3 separate regions of the Mus musculus genome follow, and regions 2 and 3 are each linked to region 1. The links are chromatin contacts, called in public Hi-C maps. All regions are on one chromosome and are shown on one strand. The core of a region is the stretch at or near the end of the contact, and the rest is flanking DNA. Distances in the headings are between cores, read along the strand shown.

The links. A called contact is a pair of places that touch in the nucleus more often than the background predicts.
Region 2: a Hi-C map of cerebral cortex shows a contact between it and region 1, with 2.4 times the contacts expected there. The contact joins the enhancer-like site here to the promoter of 5930438M14Rik in region 1. A contact is called at or near these places in 4 of 484 Hi-C or Micro-C datasets (cerebral cortex and cortical neurons) and 2 of 115 datasets of contacts at active chromatin or transcription factors (embryonic stem cells and neural progenitor cells).
Region 3: a Hi-C map of cerebellar granule neurons shows a contact between it and region 1, with 1.5 times the contacts expected there. The contact joins the enhancer-like site here to the promoter of 5930438M14Rik in region 1. A contact is called at or near these places in 6 of 484 Hi-C or Micro-C datasets (the N1E-115 cell line, cerebellar granule neurons, cerebral cortex and 2 more), 1 of 115 datasets of contacts at active chromatin or transcription factors (cardiomyocytes) and 1 of 9 other capture datasets (embryonic stem cells).

What each region holds. Positions count from the first base shown.
Region 1 is chr13:101,230,777-101,233,613 of GRCm38.p6, forward strand. It overlaps 5930438M14Rik (RIKEN cDNA 5930438M14 gene), which reads left to right and starts at 1,351. Exons shown (of 4, transcript NR_046158.1): 1 at 1,351-1,590. All of the region lies in intron 2 of Gm36427 (a long non-coding RNA gene), which reads right to left.
Region 2 is chr13:100,846,068-100,848,904 of GRCm38.p6, forward strand. No RefSeq gene overlaps it. Among named protein-coding and RNA genes, the nearest start is that of Slc30a5, 14 kb to the left of the region's middle. Within about 2 kb of position 1,349, at least 45 of the 459 cell types and tissues checked have an H3K27ac peak or open chromatin away from gene starts, as enhancers often do. A contact at or near this core is called in cerebral cortex, where this site is marked.
Region 3 is chr13:101,549,780-101,552,616 of GRCm38.p6, forward strand. The region is part of intron 2 of Gm36475 (a long non-coding RNA gene); the gene reads left to right. Among named protein-coding and RNA genes, the nearest start is that of Gm41043, 3.0 kb to the left of the region's middle. Within about 2 kb of position 1,377, at least 17 of the 459 cell types and tissues checked have an H3K27ac peak or open chromatin away from gene starts, as enhancers often do. A contact at or near this core is called in the N1E-115 cell line and cerebellar granule neurons, where this site is marked.

The DNA.
Region 1 (2,837 bases), core at 101-2,600:
AATAAGAAGGGTCCCATCAGATGTAGCATCTACATCCCAGTGTGATTTTCTCCAAATACAGAAAGCTGATTTTTCCACCACCTGTATGTGTTTGGATCACAGAGTTTTGGTGATCTGTATTGTCCCACCGTGCCTCTGTCTATGGAAGTGTGTGGTTACCGTTGAGGAAGAAGCTCACCGTTGAGGGCTTTCTCTGAGAAGTAGGGTAGCCTCTGCAGTCTAGGCAATGCCACATGCTCCCAGACACTCCCAGAGAGAAGTGTAGGGAGGACAGTTGGCCTTGCTGGTGGACAGTAGGATTAAGGTTTTCAGTGACACAGCAAGTGTTTACTTTCTACACAGTAGGTGATTCTGGGTATCTCCGGTCTCTTTGCATCCTCTTCCCAGGTTGGATTGAAAGGTACATATTGGGTTTGTTTTATTTCTGCCAGCATCTTAAGCATCAAAGCAGTTGGGCAAAAACAAAGTAAAACAAAAACAAAACAACAACAACAACACACACACACACACTAAATAAATAAAAAGCAGAAGACACTGCCAGAATTCCCATCAGAATATCCATTTCATCCTAAGCATTGGTTTTGCTGTAATGTCAGAAGTCAGTAGTATTAGTATCTGGTCTCAGCCTGTTTGGACCACCCTGGACATCCACCTTAATCTGCAGACAGTGAGCAAGAGAGCTAGTTTTACACCATGCATCTCATTCCCACATTATACATCTGTTCTCAGAGATGACATGAGGATGTTGGTCTTGTCTTCCTCGTCCCTGTAGCAGGGTGGCAGGTGCTGCTGCTCCTGTGGTTGGTAAGGCTAATTGCCTTGCTCTGGATCTGGGGGGTGGGGGGCACATTGGCTCTATTCCACATTGGCTTTGTTTGAGAGTGCATTAAAGATTTTCAGTTATCCTGAAGACTTTTCAGCAGGACTGGGTACAGCCTACAGGGATATACAGGTCATCAGAAGAGGCAAACATGATACCTAATATCCTCTTCAGCATGTCTGTCAGCCAAAATCCGGGGCAGAGGTGCATTTCCCAGGGTTTATGAATCTACTAACTTTGTCAAAAAGAGAATGGTCAGGCCAGCTAATTCTGCTGTTGATAGAAATTATAGTCATCTAATATTTTACAACTTCCATGAAAATCAGCTTAATGTGTGAAGGCTCCTTGCTCTTTTCAGTAGGTTTTTAAATGCTATAGCAATTACTTTGGCTGCAGTAAAAACTTGAAACTATTCAGAGTATACGTAGTTTCCTTTCACTATCCCGAGTGGCATACATAGTTATTACGATTTAAAGAGTTTTGGCCGTCAGAACATAAAATTCTAAGAGCTTGAGTGAAGAAGTGGGGATGAAGGGACAAAGGAAGAAAGGCGAAGGGAAGAGGAAAGGATTTTTGAAAATGGCTTTTAGCTGTTTAATGACATTTTATAGTCTACTGTCGATCTGAAAGCCCCTTCAGAGGGCTCTGTGGGTCGCTCCATCAATCCCCACTTTTCCCATCAGAGTTGATAAAGACGAATGGCAACAGACATGAAATATGGGAGAAGAGATGCTAAAGATGCGAACAGTTGATTGCTGAAATCCTGCCAGGTAGTTTTCATATCCCAGAGTCCCAACACCTGTGGGGATGCTTGGACTGTGCACATGGCCTCATTGTGGACCAAGCAAATGAATGAAATGTAACTTCTTGCTTTGTAATCCAAGGGTGGCGTGTGTGTGTGTGTGTGTGTGTGTAGCCTAGGGTGGAGTGTGACAAAGTACTACTGAAGATAGAAAGAAACAAGGCTTTTGGACCAGGACAAATGTTAGCTTTACTTTCGTTCCCATTAATCCTGGGTTTGTTTGCTTTGATGGCACTGCCATTTAAGTATCACAGAGAGTAATTGAGAGCATAAATATTCATTATTAAAAAGTCTGAAAAGTGCACAGGTGGGTGGAGAAGAGGACTTTCATAGCCTCTTTGAGAGCCTCCTCCCTCACGTATTCCCTGCCCAGTGAATCTCATTAGTTGGTGTATAAGAGAGGAATTGTAATTCTGTCATGGTTGAATGTATTCTATTTCCTTCTGGTATTTAGAGACCCTCCCCCACCACAATTCCATAATTATGCCTTTGTGACAAGAAAGGTATAGGGATTCTCTGGGGCTTGGGAGTATCTTTGCTCGATCCTAAAAGTGTCTTTCTATTCCCTCTGTGCAGTGGTTTCTTCTTATCCTGCCTAGGATGGAAAGGTACAAAATGGGCTTCTAATTTCATGGTTGAAGTGACAAGAGATAATATCGGTGCAGTTCCTGGCAAACATTTTTTTTCTAATACAAATCTAGAATTTGTCTGTGTGGCCACAGCATGGTCAGGAAGATAAGCAGGTGTATGTGTGCATGTGTAGCTTCAATTTGTGTGTTCTTTTCTGAAGCAGCCTAAGATTTTGGCAGAATGATGTTCTCTATTTGCTGGGTGCAAGTACAGGTGGTTCTTCTGAGCATTTTGTAGCATCCCTTGAGATGTGATCATGGTAAGTGCAGAGTATTGGTCCCAGATGAAAAACAGGGTGTCAGTCCCCCTTAATTTCAGTTATTTCCAAATGTTAGCTCCTGCACAGCCTCTGCACATTGTTCTCCGGTGCTCACAGCAGAGCGATCTACAAGTAGCCAAGAAAGGAGAGGGTTAAGGAAAAGAAATGGGGTCCAACATGAACATCTTTTCCCCTTTTCAGCTTTTTAGAAGATAAATGTTTCAGATTTCAATCTGTGGTTCCCAGCAGTTCTTTGGGAACACTGCAGTCGGCCCACAAAAATCGCTACTGCTGAGCCAACCATAGATAATGCGTCTCAGCAGGGA
Region 2 (2,837 bases), core at 99-2,598, 380 kb before region 1:
ATACCTCGAGTAAGGTAGAGATCATAGGCATGTTCCATTTGTATCCTCTATACCACCCCGAACTGATAATCAGTAAGTCTTATACACACAGAAATAAACAAAAAAACAAAACAAAACAAAAAAACCAAATAACAAACCCAAAACACTTGTTTAATAAAAATGTAAAACAAAAGAAACCCAAGCCCCCAAACTGAAACAAAACACTAAAAAAACCCGTCTCCCCCCCCTCCCCCAAACTCAAATCTACAAATCTCCACAATATACCAAGCCGAGAGAAAAACTGATTAATGAGCCATAAGTTGCATCATTGTCTTGTTCAGGAGATGAGTCATGACTGAGATGCCAGGGTCTCCTCCCGCATCCCTGTGGGCACAGCATTCGGGGACAGAGATCAGCTGTAAGCACACTAAGTGGCTGTACTTGTCATCACTAGGAAACTTACAGTCATCAGTCTTGGAGTTCTGTGCTCGCAGCCGTGGCCCCTAATGTACAGAGCTGACTGGAGGTTACTTACAGAGAAGCGTGCTTTAGTCAGCCCAGGCTGTTTACCAGTGCACCACAGGCAGCGTGGCTGCTGAAGCAACCAACACAGATATTTATTATGCCTTATAACATTAGCAAAATTATAGTTATGAAGTAGCAATGAAAATCGTTTTGTGGTTGGGGGATCACCAGAACATGAGGAGCTATATTGAGGGTCTTGAACTCACAGCCCCAGGAAGGTTGAGATCCACAGACGCAAGGATCCCAACTTGAGTGTGGGTGGTCTTGTTCTCACAACTGAACACAAACCTTATTAGTGCTCAAAGGCCCCACTTCCAAATGCTATCACCTGTGATGACTGGGGTTTCAACATAAAAGCTTTGGTGGCGGGGTAAACAAATATCAGTACAAACGGGTGTGGTGGTTTACAACTATAATTCCTAACGTGTGAAAGTAGAGGCTGGAGGGTCCGGAGCTCAAGATCACTCTCTGATACAGAGTAAATAGCCTGGGCTGCAGGAGACTGTCGCAGCCGCCAAACCAAATCCCATTCGCTCTCCAGCAGAGGCAGTGGCAAATTATATTGTAATCTCTATTTTAAAGAAAAGCTCAGTGGCTGAAGTTGGTGAGCCTAAGCTGTTCGAGCACTGTCCTAACGACAATGGGCTCACCATCTTCAGTCTCGTCATTCATCTGAGTTCATTTGTTAGGTATCAAGTGTTGTGTGATGTAATGAAGAAATCAGCCTGAAGAGAAGGGAGAGAAGAAAAAAATGTGAAGCCACTAGAGGACGATGTAATACAACAATACAATGAATCCAGACAGTACAAACACAGTGGAAGCTCCGCGGAGTGGGCGGGCGGGCACTGCAGCCTCCCGGGACTGGGGAGCGAAGCTGGCCTTCAGCTGCATCTTCCCATCTGCCCAGGGAAAACAGCTCACGCGTACTTGAGAACTCCCACTTTAGAGGCTGACTTTGGATGAGTTTTACTGAAAGTCTAGCGTGTCTTTGGCCGATTTTCTGCCTCTTGCAGGTCTCCTGAACTTCTTTTCCCTCTCAGAAAAGCTCACCCCTGGGAATGGGCTAGGATGTGGCTCAGTGAGTAGAACGCTTCTTTTCCTCCCATCCTAACCCTTGCTTTCAGTTCCAAGGAGCCAGTAAAAAAAAAAAAAAAAAAAAAAGGCATGGTGGTCCGTGCCTGTAACCCTCAACTCCTGGGAGTTGGAGGCAGGAAGATCAGAAATTAAATTTAAAGTGGCAAGTTGCAGGCCCTCTGGGTTACATGAGACCTTGTCTCAAAAAAAAAAAAAAAAAGGTTATTTATTTATTTATTTTTCTGTTGAATGCAGCTGGATTTTGGGTTTTGATCACCCAGAGGCTAACTTACTTTCACTGTAATACATTTTGATTTTTTTTTTTTTTTCATCATTTGGATTACTGAGGAGTTTCTAATTCATTCTTTTTTTTTTTTTTTTTTTTTTTTTTTTTTGATTTTTCGAGACAGGGTTTCTCTGTGTAGCCTTGACTGTCCTGGAACTCACTTTGAAGACCAGGCTGGCCTCGAACTCAGAGATCCGCCTGCCTCTGCCTCCTGAGTGCTGGGATTAAAGGCGTGCGCCACCACGCCCCCCCTAATTCATTCTTGAAAAAAATTATTTAATTAATTTTAAACAGAGTTTCACTGGCTAATCTGGACCTCTATGTAGGCTAGGCTGGTCTTGAGCTCACAGAGATCCATCTGCCTTTGCTCCACACCTGGCTCAATAACACTTTGATATCAAGCTGGATAATTGTTTGAAATTGGGCCTCATTATATACTGCAAAATGGACTTTAACTCACACATGTAGCTGAGGCTGGCCTTGAACTCTTGATCCTCCTGCTTGTTGGGATTCTGGGTATGTGACGCTATTTCCAATTTAAGTAATTCTTTGAATGTGTTCCCTTGTTTCGTCCTTTCATACTTGTATTTCCATCACAATATGATCTGAGTGGAGACTTTGAGAATGTCAGTAGTGTTCTTTTGATGAATCTTTGTATTTAAAAAGGGCACCAGAATATTTGTCTTGGATTTATAAGTATTTAAAATTACTTACTGGAGTCCTCAGTCACTATGAGTTGCATATCGAGTGCTTGCCTCCATAAAGCATGCCCTTAGCATGCACTAGGTGAAATGAATAGACCCCTGAGTGGGGGAGGGGGGCTCCACAAGTTCTTGAGGAATCTCAGAGAGAGACAGAACAGAAACCCTGTCAGAGTTCAGCTTGCTTGTCCATAGGTCACAGGAAATTCATGTCCAGAGCCTTTTGTTGAGGGAAGTGGCACTGGGAAGTTCCTGATTCATAGATCGTCATA
Region 3 (2,837 bases), core at 127-2,626, 320 kb after region 1:
AAAGGTCATCCGGGGCCTCTGAGCTTTAGCATTTCTTAGTCACCACTCTCTTTCCCTCTCTTTAGCATGGGAGAGACTTGGGTGTCGTTTTTGCTACCTCTCCATGTGGGCTTGTGTTGAAAAACTGATCCTCCTCCTTCTGCCTCTATGGGTATTTTTGCTGTTTCCTTATCTGCTTACTTGTCTGTGTGTGTATGTATGCATGTATGTGTGTGAGTGGGTGTGTATGTGTGTGCATATATGTGTGTGTGACTGTGAGTGTGTATGTGTATATGTGTGTGTGTGAATGTATGGGATGTGTGTATGTATGTGTGTATGTGCATATGGTTGTGTATATGTGTGTGAATGTATGTGTGCGTGTGCGAGTATGAATGTAAGTGTGAGCATGTGTGAATGTGTGTGAGTGTGTGTGCTTGTGTGTGTGTGTGTGTTGCTGAAGACTGAACCCAGGACCCTTTGTATACTAGGATTGCTCTACCACTGGACTCCACGCCACCTCCCCTACTCTTCTCATGCCTGATGATTGTAGAGTGTATCTGAGTTCTGTTCTTCCTCAGCTCTATTTCTTCATTTCCAGACTCCTTTTAGGATCTCATTCCTGGTTCCAGCTTCAGTTTTGTCTCTGTGCAAGCTTCTCAGATCAGATGTGAACTACAGACAGCCTCTTCTGGTCTCAGCAGACACCCTCTTGGTGGCACACCTGGGAGTTGTTACAGATGTCTGGGCCCTACCATAAAACAGGCCCACTCACTCTGGGATAGGACCCCAGAGCGGTAGTTTTCTGGGGCTGCATTTATAAATTAGTACCAACTCGGTGGCCTGAATGAACACAAATGTATGCTTCTTATAGATTGTAGGCCAGAATTATTAAATGGAGTTCACGGGACTTAAATTTAGATGCCACTCCTCCTGGCGGCTATAGTGGAGATCCATCTGTTTGCCTCGTTTTTATTTGGAGGTCTGCCCTGTTTCTCCTGATCCTTTTTGGCATGTCACACCACCTTTTGTCTCCATTCTTCTCTGGTCACATTGTGTTCTCTCTCTCTCTCTCTCTCTCTCTCTCTCTCTCTCTCTCTCTCTCTCTCTCTCTCTCCTTTCCTCCTGCCCCTTTTCTCTCTCCCTCCAGTACACCCTCTCTTCCAACCCCCTTCTGTCTCTCTTCCCTAAGGCAGATTTAGATTTCATTTGATGCCTCCCTAGAAAATTCGGGATAATCTCTCCACCTCAATAGTCTAAAGAACATTAGCCACTTCTTTTCTGTCATTCAAATGATCACTGATTCTTGGATTGAGCTTCCAATATCCATCCTTATGGCCATTATCAGCCCAGTCTGCCAGGAAACTCTACCCTAGCCAAGCTTGAGAACCTCTCATAACAGAGTGAACCTCTTCAGGTTTCTTGGCTCCAGTCCACCCTGCTCAACATCTTTTTCAACATAACCTGTCACAATGGGCTCCTGGGGAAACTGCACAAAAATGTCGCTCTCTTTTCAGAACCCGTCACAAGTCCGGTGCACGCTGATATGAGGACTCCTAGCCTATCAAGCGGGGCCACCTGCCCTTCTGCACATACCTTTGGTTTCTGTATGCTGATTTTCTTAGAACAGGCCTGGTACTGTGATTGGCTGCTTTGCACGGTGGTGTCTCAGTCCCATGAGGCTTTCCTCACCTTGCTGTGCTCCCTGGCCTCTTACCCTGGAGTGTTGCCTTATTTTCCTTGGCGACAATATCCCAGTACCCCAGAGGGCAACCTTAACAACAGAAATGGCTTGAAACCTGAAATCTAGGTGTCAGCAAGGCTGATTTCCTCTGAGGTCTATGGGGGAAGTGGTAGGATATGCCCACAGCATCACTCCTTGGCTTTTGTGTGCCTGTTTCCTTCCATAACCCTTCAGATCACATTTCTTCTGTATCTGTCAACGAAATTTTCCTTCTTTAAGGATACATTGTAAGTTAGGGTCAAGGCCAACCTTGATAGACTCATTTTAACTTGGGCATTTTTTAAAAGATGGTATCTTTATACAAGATCTCACTGTGAGCTGTTAAGAGTTAGGGATTCTATATGTGACGTTGGGAGGGACACAGTTCAATCCGTAACCCTAGCTACGTTTGGTTTCTGAAGTGTTTGGCTCCCTCTGCTCTGGAGGCTGAGGGCTCCTCCCTCTTCTAAACAATATAATATAACCATATTTGCACATTCATTTGGAAAATCAGCAAACTAACCTGGGATGATATCTCTTTGAGCAATAACATATATATGCCACATAGGCATGTGTCCTTCCCAAATAGAGCCGAGCTTTGGAGGTAGCTGTGCGGCTATCTCATGCCACACGCTGCCTATGATATATATCTTCAGTATATATATATTTATTGACTTAATTTCAGGAAATTTGAGAGTTTAGATTGGAGAAATGAGCAGAGATCATGAAGATCATAGAAAATGATCCGGTATTTGTAGCCTTGGATGGAGGATACCTTCTAATGCCTTTATTTGGAGGAGGAAAACGTGCTTTATGAGATAGGTTTTGTCATGTAACTCTGGCTAGCCTCAAACTTACAATGATCCTTCAGCCTCAGCCTCCTGAGGACTGGGATTATATCCTATATGTTATATATATATTATATCCTATATGTCTATGTCAGGTTCCTGTGGAGCCTTTGTCGGAGAGAATCGAAGAGAATATTTTCAAGTGGCTGTCATGAAACACTGTGAGCCACCCAAAGCATAGGGGGAGAGGGGAAGAGGTAAAGCAGGTCCATAGATGTTCAAATGAGTTAGTCTAGAGACTGAGGTAAGGCTAATGGCATTGCCACATCCCTACCTTTGCCACCTCCAGC